Linked DNA regions of Mus musculus: regions 1 and 2 are each linked to region 3. Evidence: chromatin contacts called from public HiCAR-type and promoter capture Hi-C data. All regions are on one chromosome and are shown on one strand. The core of a region is the stretch at or near the end of the contact, and the rest is flanking DNA. Distances in the headings are between cores, read along the strand shown. Region 1 holds the start of Ppa2 (pyrophosphatase (inorganic) 2). Region 2 holds the start of Dnajb14 (DnaJ heat shock protein family (Hsp40) member B14). Region 3 holds the start of Manba (mannosidase, beta A, lysosomal).

Evidence for each region. Promoter capture Hi-C pulls out the DNA fragments that hold promoters and counts their contacts. HiCAR-type assays count read pairs that join an accessible place to other places.
Region 1: a promoter capture Hi-C map of hippocampal neurons shows a contact between it and region 3, with 3 times the contacts expected there. The contact joins the promoter of Ppa2 here to the promoter of Manba in region 3. A contact is called at or near these places in 3 of 39 promoter capture datasets (hippocampal neurons, liver and pre-B cells) and 1 of 115 datasets of contacts at active chromatin or transcription factors (astrocytes).
Region 2: a HiCAR-type map of astrocytes shows a contact between it and region 3, with 5 times the contacts expected there. The contact joins the promoter of Dnajb14 here to the promoter of Manba in region 3. A contact is called at or near these places in 1 of 39 promoter capture datasets (stem cell-derived epiblast-like cells) and 2 of 115 datasets of contacts at active chromatin or transcription factors (astrocytes and pro-B cells).

The regions. Positions count from the first base shown.
Region 1 is chr3:133,308,438-133,313,192 of GRCm38.p6, reverse strand. Ppa2 (pyrophosphatase (inorganic) 2) reads right to left here and starts at 3,083. Exons shown (of 12, transcript NM_146141.2): 1 at 2,912-3,083. The coding sequence starts at 3,053.
Region 2 is chr3:137,864,881-137,869,786 of GRCm38.p6, reverse strand. It overlaps Dnajb14 (DnaJ heat shock protein family (Hsp40) member B14), which reads right to left and starts at 2,112. Exons shown (of 8, transcript NM_001033155.1): 1 at 1,731-2,112. The coding sequence starts at 1,863. It overlaps H2az1 (H2A.Z variant histone 1), which reads right to left. Exons shown (of 5, transcript NM_016750.3): 2 at 4,577-4,654; 3 at 4,154-4,267; 4 at 3,647-3,776; 5 at 2,865-3,401. The coding sequence ends at 3,340.
Region 3 is chr3:135,482,319-135,487,077 of GRCm38.p6, reverse strand. Manba (mannosidase, beta A, lysosomal) reads right to left here and starts at 1,467. Exons shown (of 17, transcript NM_027288.3): 1 at 1,221-1,467. The coding sequence starts at 1,397. It overlaps Gm30992 (a long non-coding RNA gene), which reads left to right and starts at 1,477. Exons shown (of 3, transcript XR_376111.4): 1 at 1,477-1,968; 2 at 3,082-3,116.

The DNA of each region.
Region 1 (4,755 bases), core at 1,834-4,333, 2.2 Mb after region 3:
GGGTGTCTGGGAAGGATAAGTACAATAGCCTTATTACACATAAAGGGCATAATTATTCCTCCCATCTCCTTAGCATAGCGCTAGGCGCATCAGCCTCCCTGACAGCCAGTCTCGGCGAGGTGACTGACAGGCCCAGATGGATTAACTCTTATGGGAGTTGACATAATGTTCTAATCTTTGGAGAACACCAGCAGGTCTTATCTCCACCCAGGGCCAAAGGTTCATTCTTTTGGATAGGAGGAAATTGCTTTTCCTCATTGAGCCCCTACAGAGCTGTATATCCATCCTCAATGGCCTTGAAGAATGACATTCCCCCTCCCGTTCCCCCCCCAACAGTCTCTAATCTCTTAGAAGATGGGAAGAGAATGGGAAATAGAAATAACTCATTTTTGTTTTGTTTTTAATGAAAACCTAGAGATCCAGAATGGATTAATGTCCGGACCAGACTTTCAATCACACCTTCCTTCATAGGTGGCTTCCAGAACAGAAGTCAGAAGAGATGAGGATCCAGGGCTCCCTTCCAGCACTCCTGACCAGGAGACAGACAGCTCCCACTGTCCCTGGGGCTTCAGGTGCAGCCTCCTAGAATTCTTCTGGCCCACTCCCTCTCAACCCTTCACATGGACAACCTGACTTAACCACGAAGCTCAGCTCAACTCTGACCCCGTGGCTCTCGGCCTGGTTCAAACCTCTGACTTATCTGATTTCCCAGCACCTTGAACAAACACCTGCAGTGATTCTCTCTGCATCTGCAACAGCCAGTTTCTGCCTTTTTGTATAGACACTGGGAAGCCCTAAAACAGCTACAGCCTCTTTTAACTCTTCTGCAGCCATTCTGTAACCTACACATAGAGATGTATTTACCACAGGGTGTGTATGCGTGACCTTGGAGTTAGCAGTAACTAAGATTGGAATCGAGAGCCTGGTTTGAGCTGGGGAGATAACTAAATTGGCAAAACCCTTGGCTGTGCAAGCAAGCAGTAGGATGTGAGTTTGCTCCCCAGAACCCAGGTAACAAAACCAAGCAGGATGGTGCATGCTTATTGTCCCAGTCCTGGGGAGGCAGAGACCAACAGATCTCGGTGGCCCCTGGCCATCTAGCCTCACCTACCTCCAGATCAGTGACACGCTCTGCCTCAAAAAATACAATAAACAGCACCCAAGGATCAAGACGTCATACTGCTGGCATGCACCTGTGCACAAAGAACCTGTGTTTGCCTGCGCCAGTAGTCAGGGGTAAAGTGGGGCTCCATAAACCCCATGCAGCGTCTCAATTTACTGTTATTCCATTAATTCTGTCACCGTAGAAAGACTACTGTGTTTCTGATAGGAGACATTCATGACATATTACTGCACTTATTGAAAACCCAAGACACGTCCACCGTATTATACCCACAGGCTTTTCTGCTTGGGCTTTCTGCCATTATATAACAGCATCTCTTCTGGAAAACACTCCCAGTGGCTGTTACATTGTAACTTTGGGAATATAACCCATTCAGAAATGAGCACACATATTAAGGGCTTCCCTTCCTTCTGTTGTTTTATTTTTATGGTTGCTCTTGTTTGGAGACTGTTGTCTACCCAGGATCCGGTTGTGTACACACCCTCTTTTAAAAGACCTAAATCCATCTCGCCTCAACAAGAAACAAGACAGGGTCTCTTGTAGAGGAGCAAACAGAAACTAATTGTGAAGAAACTATTTATTATAAGATTTATTACAATGACAAGAGTTTGCCATTCGAAGTGCCCCATGTGTTCAATCCAGGAGACAGAGGGAGGTGTACTACTGTGAGTTCCAAGCTGCCCAGGGCTGCCCAGTGAGGCCCTGTCTCAAAATAATACAAAAAAAAAAAAAAAAAAAGAGTTTAAGCTAGGTTTGCTCCTTTATCACAAAATAATCTTCAACCTTCAGCTCCAGAAAAGTAACTGTAAAAATCAAAGTACAGTTATTAATGATTTCAAGTTATACTATAAGTCCGGTGACTTCTTTGAACATACATAGCCGCTTCTGCAGCCCTATCTTATAGGGGAAAAAAATTCTAATACTTAGCAAGTTAAGACACTCATCCAGCATGGGGGTCTCGGAACAAGATTTAGCTTCACCTCTTCAGGGCGGAACCTCCTAAGAGGTGTGCACAAGCCTTGACATTGCAACCGCTCCGCTACCTGGTATTAAGTAAAGGAGGCCTGAAAGCAACCCATCTACGTGGCTATTTTCACGCGATTGTTAACGAGACCTACAGAGTGAAAAGAAAAAGGAAAGTGGCCAGGAGCTTTTCTGTCTTTGGCGTCAGCCCAGGGCAGCCCAGACGGCCCTCTTTCTAGGTTTTGCTCAACGTACAGGGCAAGAAAAGGCACCACATTCTCGCCAGAACGCCGGCCAATCTCCTGCTTGTGGATGGCATTCAGGGTGCAAACTTTTAGGTTAAAAACTCAGTTGACTGTTGCTGTTTTTAAGTTAACCTTACCAAACAAAAGGTTTCGTGATGGCGTTGTGCACACAAGCCTATCCCAGCGCCTGGCTCACATTCTCCTCCCACTTCCTCCCTGCCTGTACGCCTGCGCTGACAGCAAGGTCGCGGTCGCAGGCAAACTCGCTTTCGGAGTGAAGACCCCGGTCCCCAAAGTTCTGCGGCCGTACGGAGGCGGATGGGCTTAGCAGCGCCCAGGAGGCGGCGCGGGCGAGCGGCGGGCCACGGCGCGGAGGTCAGCGGGAGGAGCTCAGCGCCGCGGGCCGGCTGCGGTCGCTGCAGAGGGCGGTTGGCCCCGCGCCACCCTGCGCACCGAGACCGGTCCCCTCCGCAGCGGGCTTGGGCGCGGGCTGCGGACCCGGCCGGGCAGAGCAAGGCAGGGCAGGGCACGGCGCCGCGGCCCCTCCGCCGGCCGGCGCGGAGCTGGGCGAACGACTTACTGAAGAACAGGCGGTAGTCCTGCGAGCGGGGATGGCCCAGCTCCTCCGTGCGGTACAGGGACATGACGCGGCGCGGAGGGCGGGCGGCGGCCCCCACGCGCCACCCTCGGCCGACGCTCAGCAGCGGCAGCAGCGCGCGCATGGCGGACGGTCTGCGAGAACCGCAGGGTCGGTGCTGGGCCCGGCGCGGCCGCTCGACGGCGCCCCCTGCCGCCCGGAGCCCGCACTGCCTCCCCGCGGTCGGCCTCAAGTGGCATCAAGTCCCACCCTCTTCTGCATTCCTGGGGCCACCTACCTCTCCACTTTGCTCCACAAGCCCTCAGAGGCCGAAGACCATCAAGACAAGGACCTTAGAAGCCCCAGGAATTCACCACCACGCACCCACTCACACACTGTCAGTGTCTGCGGTCAGACTTTGATTACATTAATGTAGCACTTGGTTGCATGCATACCTCCAGAAATTTCTAAAGGAACATCCAAGCCGGAAGGAGGGAGTGTACACACACGCGCGCGCGCGCGCACACACATACACACACACACACACACACACACACGACTATAATGTATAATGATCGAGCGTCCTTGTGAAGACATCTGACACAGATTTATCCTAAATCTGTAATTCCCTCAAACGCCACTTCCTCCATAAGGCCCTTTAATATTTAACCCAAGTACAGGTAACTTTTAACTTCTCTGCAATTGCATACTTCACAAGTATTTCTGTCTGGTCCGGTGGCCACAACTAGTTACAACAGCAGTCTTTGCAGTCTGGTCCAGTAACAACGGGAGCTGTGGTTCTAAGGAAGGAACCAACCATTGCCCTTTTCTGTAGACCAGTTGATTGGGAAGACCTCACTGGAATGGTCTTCCGGACCTCTACCAGTTTCTGCTCCAACTGTGAGCAAGGCTCACATCCTCACCTACTGGGTTCTTTCTGCATCTAAATTGTGACAGTTAAAACCCAAACTGGTTTTACCCAGGTTTCAGAAAGGATCTCTTAGAGGTGCCACTAGCCACTTAGACATTGCTTAGCCTAGTCTCTAAAAAATTTTGACATTAGTGGCTTTGTAACACGTCAACATGATTAGGCGGAGTTGCAAGCTAAGTTGTCCTATAAAAAATGGAAACATTTCCTTCCTGCGTTTATTTCATTGATTTATATGATTCTGCCTATGTTAAAAAAAGAAAGCTTAAAATTTCACCTAAACTTCAAATATTGGATATTTGAGAAAGAAATTCCTACTGAAACAAGGTTCTGGGCTGTCTAATAGTCTAGATTCTTAAAATTAGCATCAAATTCCGGGTATGTGATTTAGGAACATATTACTTTATGGCATTAAAAAGAAATGGCTTGATTTTGAACATATAAAATCTCATCTTTCATTTTCTATAATTTACTGAAATACCTGTGGATCAAAACCGAATATACAATACATGTTATGAGAACAAAGTTGGCTTACTGGTTAATTTTAAAATACAAATTTCTGAAGATATTTATTCAACAATAGTTGTCCATTTCAAATGTAGACATTTGGAACCTAACTCGCTGAATTTCCTCTGTGGACATCTGTCACTATCATGTAGCAAGTGTGGGGGTTTGAATAGGTAAGGCCCCCATAGACTTATGTGTTTGAATTACATAGGGAGTGGCACTATTAGGAGGTGTGGTCTTGTTGGAGGAAGTGTATCACTGTGGGGGCCTGGCTTTGAGGTCTCCTGTATCCAAGCTCCGCCCAGTGTGGAACACAGTCTCCTCCTGACTGCCTTCCAATCAAGATGTAGAACTCTCAGCTTGTCTAGTATGGCTGCCTGCATGCTGCCATATTTCCTTCCATAGTAATAAT
Region 2 (4,906 bases), core at 863-3,362, 2.4 Mb before region 3:
ATCAAAACGCCAGCGACCTGTCCCCATAGTCACTAGTGACTATCACTGCAAATAAAAAACGGAGCTGCCACGCTCTGCCAGACATTGGGAAGCTGGAACCACGCGGATCGTACGAAAATGGTGCAGCCGGGCTGGAAAAACAATGTGCTGGTTCCTCAAAAATCAAAATTAGAATTACCATATGACCCAAGAATCCCACTTCTGGGTATATATGCAGAACTGAAATCAGGCTTGTAGACACTCATGCTCATAGGCACATTACTCAACACAAAAGAGGTGGAAGCAACCCAAACATCATTGACAGGGACTAAGTAAGAATTTGTGACAGCTAGTGTCAAAGCTTAGACCTGTGCTCAATCTCTACACTATGTGGGGAGAGACCTATTCCTCTGCACGCACGCATGCACGCAACGCGCTAAATAAATACCCTCCAAAAAGAAAAGGTGATGTTAAATGTGTATGTGCACAGCCACACCTAGGCACATGGGTATATAAATAATAGAATACTGTTCAGCAATTTTAAAAAAGGAAATCTGTCGCGGGTTGCAATATGGATGAAATCTGAAGTTAGTAAGTAAATAGATAATGCAGACATGCAAAGTCAAATTCTGTACGATTTCACATAGATCAGGTACCAAATTAGACTAGTCTATGAGAATGGACAGTAGCAAGGGAGCTACCAGGAAACAGGAGAGTACAGGGGGTTACTTAACTGGTGTAAGATAAAAAACAAAAAAATACCGATCCTGTGGTACGCATGAAAATACTTAACACTACTAAACTGTACACCTAAAAATGATAATTTTTATTTCACACTTTTTACAATTAACTTTTCTTTCACTATCTTTTCCTGCCCTGTCCCAATGCTAACAAAAAGGTAAAGTGAAAATCAGCAGAGATAAAAGGCTTCAACGATGTAAAAAGAATTAAGAAAACAATAAATTAAAACAGGGGGCTGCTTATCAAGTTTCCTCTTAATCCTCTTAACCTGGAAATTCTTTCAACAACAGTTAAATGTCATCCTATGGGCATGGGAAAAAAAAAAAAAGACAAAACCAAAAAACGGTAGTAAAGGCCTTGTAGAGATTAAAACTCAGTGCCTATTATGACTTTGCCCATTCCTATACGACCTTGGGCAAGGTATTTTCATTCATTTCATTCATTCATTCATTCATTTGGCAAAAGTTTCTGCACATGGTCAAATAACACGGTACTTTTCTGAGGAATAAGAGGGGCATATAAAATACTAGGCACAACTCGTGGCGCTTTGTGAGTGTTGTGTTGACTGTAGAGTTAGACAATGAATAAGGTGAATTAAAGTAGGGTAAGTCCATAGCCTACTCTTTAGCGATGTACCGAACTTGCGGGTACTTACGGTGCCATATCAAACCAGACACTATTTAGGAATCATCAATAACTTCACCATCCCTTTCGAAAGTGGAGCTGTCTTGTAAGGGCTCTCTCCTCCCTGGGAAAAGCAGTGTCATCTAAGGTATTCGAAGATACTTGCTTAAGGAACGGACAAATTACAGAACCCGGGGATGGTGAAGCCCGAGAAGCCGCTGGAGTCCCCGCTCCTGTCACTTCACAGGGGCCTAGGCTGATCTGGGGAGGGGACCCGTCACCCAGCACCCCACAGCGCCCCGCCTGTGTCCCTGAGTGCTGGAGCGGCCGCGGCCGGCGGGGCGCAGGGCGCGGGGGCCGGGGTCACGGCGGGGGCCGGGGCTCACCGCGCGCGGCCGGCAGCGGGTACAGCTTCTCGGCCTTCTGGAGGAAGCGCTGGGCCTTGTCGCGGTTGCCGGCGCTCAGGGCCTCGCGAGCGATCTGCACGCATTTCTCCGCCTCGTCGCGGTTGCCCTCCATGGCTCGCGCCTGCCTCGGTGTCCGCGGCCGCGCAGCTGCGAGGGGGGCCCGCCGCGGAGGAGGCGAGGCGGCCGGGCGGGGCACGGCGCGGCACGGCGCGGGGAGGAGCGGGCACCGCGGCGGCGGCCCGGCGACGGGCGGCCTCGCAGCTCCGCCTCCTCACGGCCGCCTCCCCGCCCCCCGCGGCCGCAGCGGCGCCAGCCGCGTCCCTCCCGGGCCTGGCGGACCGTAAAGCCGACGCGGTAACCCGGGAGGAGGGCGGGGAGGCCGTGGGTTGGCGGAGCGCGGACGCCCCGGCCCCTAGGCTCCGGTGTGGCCCGGAGCCCGCCTTCCGCGCCACCGGGGTGGGGACAGGGACCCTCACGACCAGATCCACAAGGATCAGAGGCCAGGCCTCCTGGCCCTTAGGTCTTGGGAAGCCCTGGGCCTCCGTTAGGGAGTGATTGCCGCATGGATTCGTCCTACAGGCGCTTCCTGCTTTGGATCGGAAGCCCTGGAACCCCCAACCCCCGCAGTTCCCCAGCCCTTCTCAGCGGCACATCTGACCCACCTGCCACCTGGCAGGTACAATGCAGCTCTTTGGGTTAAAGCAGCTGTAAGGCAGGAAGTTCTTTCATCCACATAGGCTGCTTAAGCACCTCCTATTCTGTTTGATTTGCTCCAGGAATTAGGATACATGTCTTAAGGCTCAGGGAGGGGAAAGGGGTCAATGTATAATAATGGAACATGCTTGGCATGAATCAAGATGTGACTAGCATTTCACACCTGTGTCTGGTCACTAAAAGCAAATTATATCCGAAGTTCATTCGGTGGAGGTACTTTCGTTGTACCCTGAGGGTCTCTGTACTTGTGTCCCACCTTAGGATACAGGCCCTTTCACATTAGTTAACTGTCAATTGGGGGGGGGGGGGACGCCAAAAGCAGTTACCTCCAGCTTCTTCCCAAGTTTTAAGACCCTAAGAGGTCATATGATACAAAGAAACAACAAAAGTACCACGGGGTTATGACTACAGATGCACTGTTTAATTAGTAAGCAGAGAATGTACTTGTTGCTGAGTGAGATCTAAGGTAAGTCCCGATTATTAAGCAAGTTTAAAGCTAGTTTGGGATATGACCTTTATTGAGCTTATCCACCAGAGTGGAAACAATGTCTGTACAAAACCAAATGCTTGTTACTATAACTTCTGCATCACAATTAAAATCCAAACAGTTTTTTAAAAACAGTCAACTCAATCAAAACCCACTACTTCAGAATCAATAGCTTCTTTGAAGCCACAGTAACACTTAAATATGGTTAAGACTCGAATGCAGAAATTTGGTTGGTTGGAAGGCTAATTAAGCCTCCAACTTGCTCAAATAGAATTACAAAAAGGCAAAATTGTGTTTTTCACAGAGATACAGTCCACTGGAATCACCAACACTGGACAGCTGTTAGGAATATTTAGAGTCCTGAGATAATAAGGAATCCAGGCATCCTTAAACAGTCTTCTGTTGTCCTTTCTTCCCGATCAGCGATTTGTGGATGTGTGGGATGACACCTAGGAGAGGGACACAGATTAAGTCTACCTTCTGGATAAACATTTAAAAAAACAATACATGAACTCAAAGCAGGTAAAATTCATATACAAAGTGAAAACTTGAGGGATGAACAATGATCTTAGCAAAAACTAAGTGGAAAGCCAAACCCCATGAAAGCACCCTGTACTGAAATCTCTTCTAGAAACAATGGGAGTGTAGGAATTTTCTTCTTAAATAGAATGTTAGGAGTTTAGGGATGACATACCACCACCAGCAATGGTAGCTTTGATCAGAGAATCCAATTCTTCATCTCCACGTATAGCAAGCTGCAAGTGACGAGGGGTGATACGCTTTACCTTTAAGTCTTTTGACGCATTTCCTGCCAACTCAAGTACCTAAAAGGCAAAAAATAAATAAAAATCTGATGATCAATATTCCAACTTACTTTCAATCAAGATCTTTGAACCTCAATGGTGTTATTTACCAACTGTTGTCATTCCCTACTACCTGAATGATAAAATTATGCAGAATTATGCAAAAAAAAAAAAAAAACCACCCAAAAAACCCCGAAGGGGCACGCAATTGCATTTGCAGGAGCAGCACACTCTGGCCCAGCAGCCTCCTCGGCTGAACGCGAGCTCCCTCTAGCGCTCCCTCGGTCTGCGCGCCGCTCTTAGGGCCTGCGAGTTTTCTTGCATCACTTTCCTCCTCTCTCGCCACTTTCCCCCGCCCCCCCAGAGCTTTTCCAGATCACAGGCGTACTCCCGCTTACCTCTGCGGTGAGGTACTCCAGGATGGCTGCGCTGTACACAGCGGCGGTCGCGCCCACACGTCCGTGGCTGGTTGTCCTAGATTTCAGGTGTCGATGAATACGGCCCACAGGGAACTTGATTTTTATGCACACAAACAAACGAACAAACAAGAAAAAAAATGCACAAAGATAGGAAATTCGTTAAGATAAGATGTGCGCGCCAAAGCCAAGGACGGTGGTGGTGCACCAACGCGCCCCGCCAGTTAACACACATGTGATCCGACGCCCCCCCTCCCCAAACCCCAGTATTCACTGTCTCCGCAGGGCCAAGTCGCGACACATCACTCATGCTAAGATGGAACACCCATGGAGGGTGCAGACAAACAAGCAAGGGGGGTGCAAACATAAAGGCCCGGTCACCCGACTGCGGCAGTTGCTACCCACCTGCAAGCCGGCTCGCTGCGAGCGGGAAACCGCCTTTGTCTTGGCCTTTCCGGAGTCCTTTCCAGCCTTACCGCCAGCCTGCGGCGCCGCCGACGCCCGCGAGCCCGGGAGGGACGGAGAAGATAGAATTACCAAGGCGGCGCGCCCCTCCCCCACCACAGCGCGTCCTGGAGGCGAGCGAGCGCGCGCTCGGCCGCCCGCCGCCCGCCCCGCCGGGGACCCCGGGCCGCCGCTCGCCCCCCGCCCGCCCTTCTCCCCCGCCGACCCCTGCCGCGAGCCCGCCGCGGCTGCGCGCCCCCGCGCCGGCTCCCAGCCGCGCCGTGCGCGCCC
Region 3 (4,759 bases), core at 218-2,717:
GTAGCCATTTGGTTGCGGCATGATAGCCAAGTGATGGAATCAGCCCAGATGCCCACTAACAGACAAATGGTTAAAGAAAATCACACACACACACACACACACACACACACACACACACACACACACACATTTTCCATAGGAAAAATGATGTAATTAGGCTGTGCATGATGGTAAACACTTATATCTCCAGCACATGGGAGGAGGAGGCAGGAGGATCAGGAGTTCAGGTGGTCCTCAGTTACATTGGGAATTCAAGGTCAGCCTGAACTACATGGGATCCTGTCTCAAAAGCCAGAAAAAAAAAAGAAGGTAAGGATAATGAAGACAATAAAAATTGGTAACAAAACAACAACATAAGACAAATGAGAATGAAAACAAGATATGGCATGTTTTTACTCATGTTGACTCTAGATGTAAATATATGTATTCATAAGTGTACGTATATAGGACACCATAATGGAAAGAAACTCCTTGAACGAGGGAGGGATCACGTGGTGGCAAGACCCAGTAAAAAGTGAATATGGGCAGAGAACATGGTGCACTCACATGAAACTATCATAAAGAAACCTACCACACTGTTGGATGACAGACTCTCATTTAAAAAAAAAATGTCAGCACGGTATTCAGGCTTTAGGATTGGGGTGTAGTTCGGTGGTGGTACAATGTGTGCTTAGTATACTCATGGTTCTGGGTCTCTCTCTCTCTCTCTCTCTCTCTCTCTCTCACACACACACACACACACACACACACACACCACACACACACTTGCACACACTCCCCTCCCAAATATTTAGGCTCCTCATTAGCATCAACAACCAAACTTTACTAGTGCTCTCCCCAATCCCTTGTGTTTATTTCAAACCTGACGCACGAGGCTTCAAAGCAGAAAAAGAAAACCCGGACATCCTAGGGTCGGCGAACTTTGATTAACTAAAAGCTACAAGCATCCAGATGATTGCAACAGTAACCCTGTCCGGAGGGAGAAAGGTAAGTCCTCTTAGGAAATGCTTGAGCAGAGAATCACCACAATAAGTAGACAGCAGACATACCGTTTGTTTCATATACACAACTTCCGCCTTCCAAGGTCACTGAAGACCCAGCGAGGGAGGGTCAGTGTCCACAACTGGCCTGAACTCCCAGGCCATTCCCCCAACTGCCCACAGCTGCACCTACTGACCTGGACCCGCATGGGGGGTGTGGGGGGTGACTGTGCGTCCTACCTGGATCAGCCCGTGCTGGTGCAGGGCGCTGTGCACATAGCCGGGGACAGTCGCCGGTAGCTCCAGGGAGCCATTCCCGTTGCTCACCCGCCAGCTCCCGCTCAGGCTGTAGCTAGGACCTGCCACCACGCAGCCGGCCCGAAATAGCGCCAATATCAAGAGCAGGTGAAGATGCATGCTGACCGCTCGCAAGCAGGAACCCGGCAGTGTCGCCCAAGCCTTGCCAAGGCCTGGACGCTGTGTCCCCGCCCCGAGCACGGACCCGCCCCCAGGTCAGCTGAGCGCTTCCCGCAGCCCTGCAGGGAGGAACTGAAGCCGGGACCCGCCACGCGGGTACAAGCACCGCCCAGGGCCAGGGTCTCTGCGACCTGTGAGCTGGGCTTCTCGCTCCAGCTCGATCCTGTAAGTGGGGCGCTCATCCGAATGATGAAAAGCGACAGAAAAGTCTGGAAAGCAGAGTCTGACCATTTGGGAGACGACAGGTGCGCGTCCACAATAGTACGCAGGCTCTGCCCGGGGACAGCTCCTACCACGCCTGACCAGCAGATTGTACATGGTCCCCCGGCCCCAGGATTTGTCAGGCTGAACGCTCCCTCAATACGCGACCTGCTGGGACTAAACAGTGCTAACTATAAACTCGTAGGGTTGCTTCAACTGTTGACTGAGAGGCGCCATGTGCTCCCTGTTAGTGGTGGCTACATCATGGAGCTGCTTCTGAGGTTCCTATGAAACTGCGTTAGTGTTACAGGTGAGTCTGAAATTCCCTCCTTCACTGTTGAGTTGTGGGACTGAACAAGCAACAGAATTCCCATTCCCTGAATTTAAAAGAATGCAGATGCCAAGCGTGCTGGCGCACGCCTCTAATCCCAGCACTTGGGAGGCAGAGGCAGGCGTATTTTTGAGTTCGAGGCCAGCCTCCTCGAACAAAGTGAGTTCCAGGATAGCCAGGGCTACACAGAGAAACCCTGTCAAAAAAAAAAAAAAAAAAAAAAAGAATGCAGACGCTTAGCCGGGCCGTGGTGGCATACGCCTTTAAGCCCAGCACTTGGGAGGCAGAGGCAGGCGGATTTCTGAGTTCGAGGCCAGCCTGGTCTACAAAGTGAGTTTCAGGACAGCCAGGTCTACACAGAGAAACCCTGTCTCGAAAAAAACAAAACAAAACAATGCAGACACTAATTTCAGAGACGGAGACGCAGGCTGGGTTCTTCATCTTCTTTTAAATAAACAAAACACCCCACATTTTACTTACTAATTTCATGGAGGAGTTGAATGGGGGTTCCTGCCACAGCGAGCGTGTGGAAGTCAGCAGACAGCTTGTGAGGAGTCCCAGGGCTAGAACTTAGGGTGTCAGGCTTAGAGACATTCCCCCTTAACGGCTGCTCTATCTCATTGGCCCCTGGGTTCTTCTCATGAAGCAAAACTCGGAATATATATATATATATATATCTACTACAGCTTAAGCAAGGACATTGAGAGACGCTTCAGAAAGGACAGCAGTACCCAGAGGACAAAGTTCAGCTGTCTCAAGGCAGAAGAGCAAGCATAAGGAAGTTGAAGTTGGTGTTTTCTGTGCGTTTGAAGTTACACTGTTTAAAAGACAGGTGAAGGGAGGTGCAGGTAGTGGCTCACAACCTGTAAGCCTGAAGTCTAACGACACTGTGACTGGCTATAACCTGGAATCAAGGCACTTAGGAGACAGAGGGAGGAGGATCAGGAGTTCAAGACTGTCGTTGTCTACATAGGGACCTTGAAGCCAGCTTGTTTCAAAAATGTAACAATGGTTGGACGGGAGAGGTGACTCAGTGGTTAAGAGCACTTGTTTTTTGTTTGTTTGTTTGTTTGTTTGTTGTCTTTTGTTTAGTCGGCAGATCTGCAACTTCATTCGGCATTCAGCAGGTTAGTTCTCATCCACACCGACCTTCTATAGATTTCTGAATGTGGTACCAGGTAGGTAAGTTAACAGTTTGTAGAATTTGTTTGGTGAGTCCCCATCCTCATTATGTTTTCTGGACAAACGTACATGAATATATGATGGAGCATTGAGCCCGGCATCAGTGTAAACATCTGGAGTTCCCATTTCCTTCATGGCAAATGTCCCAAGGGGCACGCTCCTTGAAGCCTACTTCGGTGTGTGTGCTTGAGAATGCTAATGGCGCATTCTCTGGTCATCACTTCTTTTATGGCAGAATGGCTCTTCTGCTCGCCGCTTTTCTTTGTGGGAACCATTTTGCCAGGCCAAGTTCAAGAACACTCATTCTTGCAGAGGACTTGCATTCAATTTCCAGCACCCACTTTGTGACTCACAGACACCTGTAACTCTCGTCCCAGTAAATCCAAGGTCCTCTACAGACCTCTGATGGCATGAGACATGCATGTCCTGTACATACATATAGACATAAATACATACCGTTGAGATATAAATTCACATTAAATAATAAATAATTTTTCATTAAAGTAATAATAGCAAGTAAGATTAAGTCTGTAGGTGTAGGTGGGGAATGCTCCAATAGAATTGCTCATGGAGATTAGGAACACAGAAGAGCCTGGTGCCTCATTCCAAGCCAGAAGCTGCAAATGTGGAAATTCTTAAACCCATTATTATGCACTCACTGATAAGTGGATATTAGTCCAGAAACTTAGAATTCTCAAGATGCAATTTGCCAAACACAAGAAAATCAAAAAGAAGGAAGACCAACATGTGGATACTTCATTCCTCCTTAGAATAGGGAAAAAAAATACCCATGGAAGGAGTTACAGAGACAAAGTTTGGATCTGAGACAAAAGAATGGACCATCCAGAGACTGCCCCACCTGGGGATCCATCCTATAATCAGGCACCAAACCCAGACATTATGGCATATGCCAGCATGATTTTGCGGAAAGGACCCTGATATAGCTGTCTCTCGTGAGGCTAGGCCAGTGCCTGGTAAATACAAAAGTGGATGTTCATAGTCATCTATTGGATGGAACACAGGGCCCCCAATGGAGGTGCTAGAGAAAATATCCAAGGAGCTGAACGGGTCTGCAACCCTATAGGTGGAACAACAATATGAACTAACCAGTACCCCAGAGCTCGTGTCTCTAGCTGCATATGTACCAGAAGATGGCCTAGTCGGCCATCATTGGGAAGAGAGGCCCCTTAGTCTTGCAAACTTTATATGCCCCAGTACAGGGGAACGCCAGGGCCAAGAAGTAGGATTGGGTGGGTAAGGGAGCAGGATGGGGGGAGGGTATAGGGGACTTTCGGGATAGCATTTAAAATGTAAATGAAGAAAATATTTAATAAAAAAATTGGAAAAAAGAATAAAGGAAAGGAGGCAGACTCTCCTCTCTTTCTCTCTCTCTCTCTCTCTCTCTCTCTCTCTCTCTCTCTCTCTCTCTCTCTCACACACACACACACACACACACACACACACACACACACACACAGATAGAGAGATAGATAGATAGGTAGATAACACCTGATAAGATAGTGCTTGGGGAAGCTTGACAGTTGCCACGGTCCCTAGACTCTCAACTATCACGAGGAATAAAAGTGGT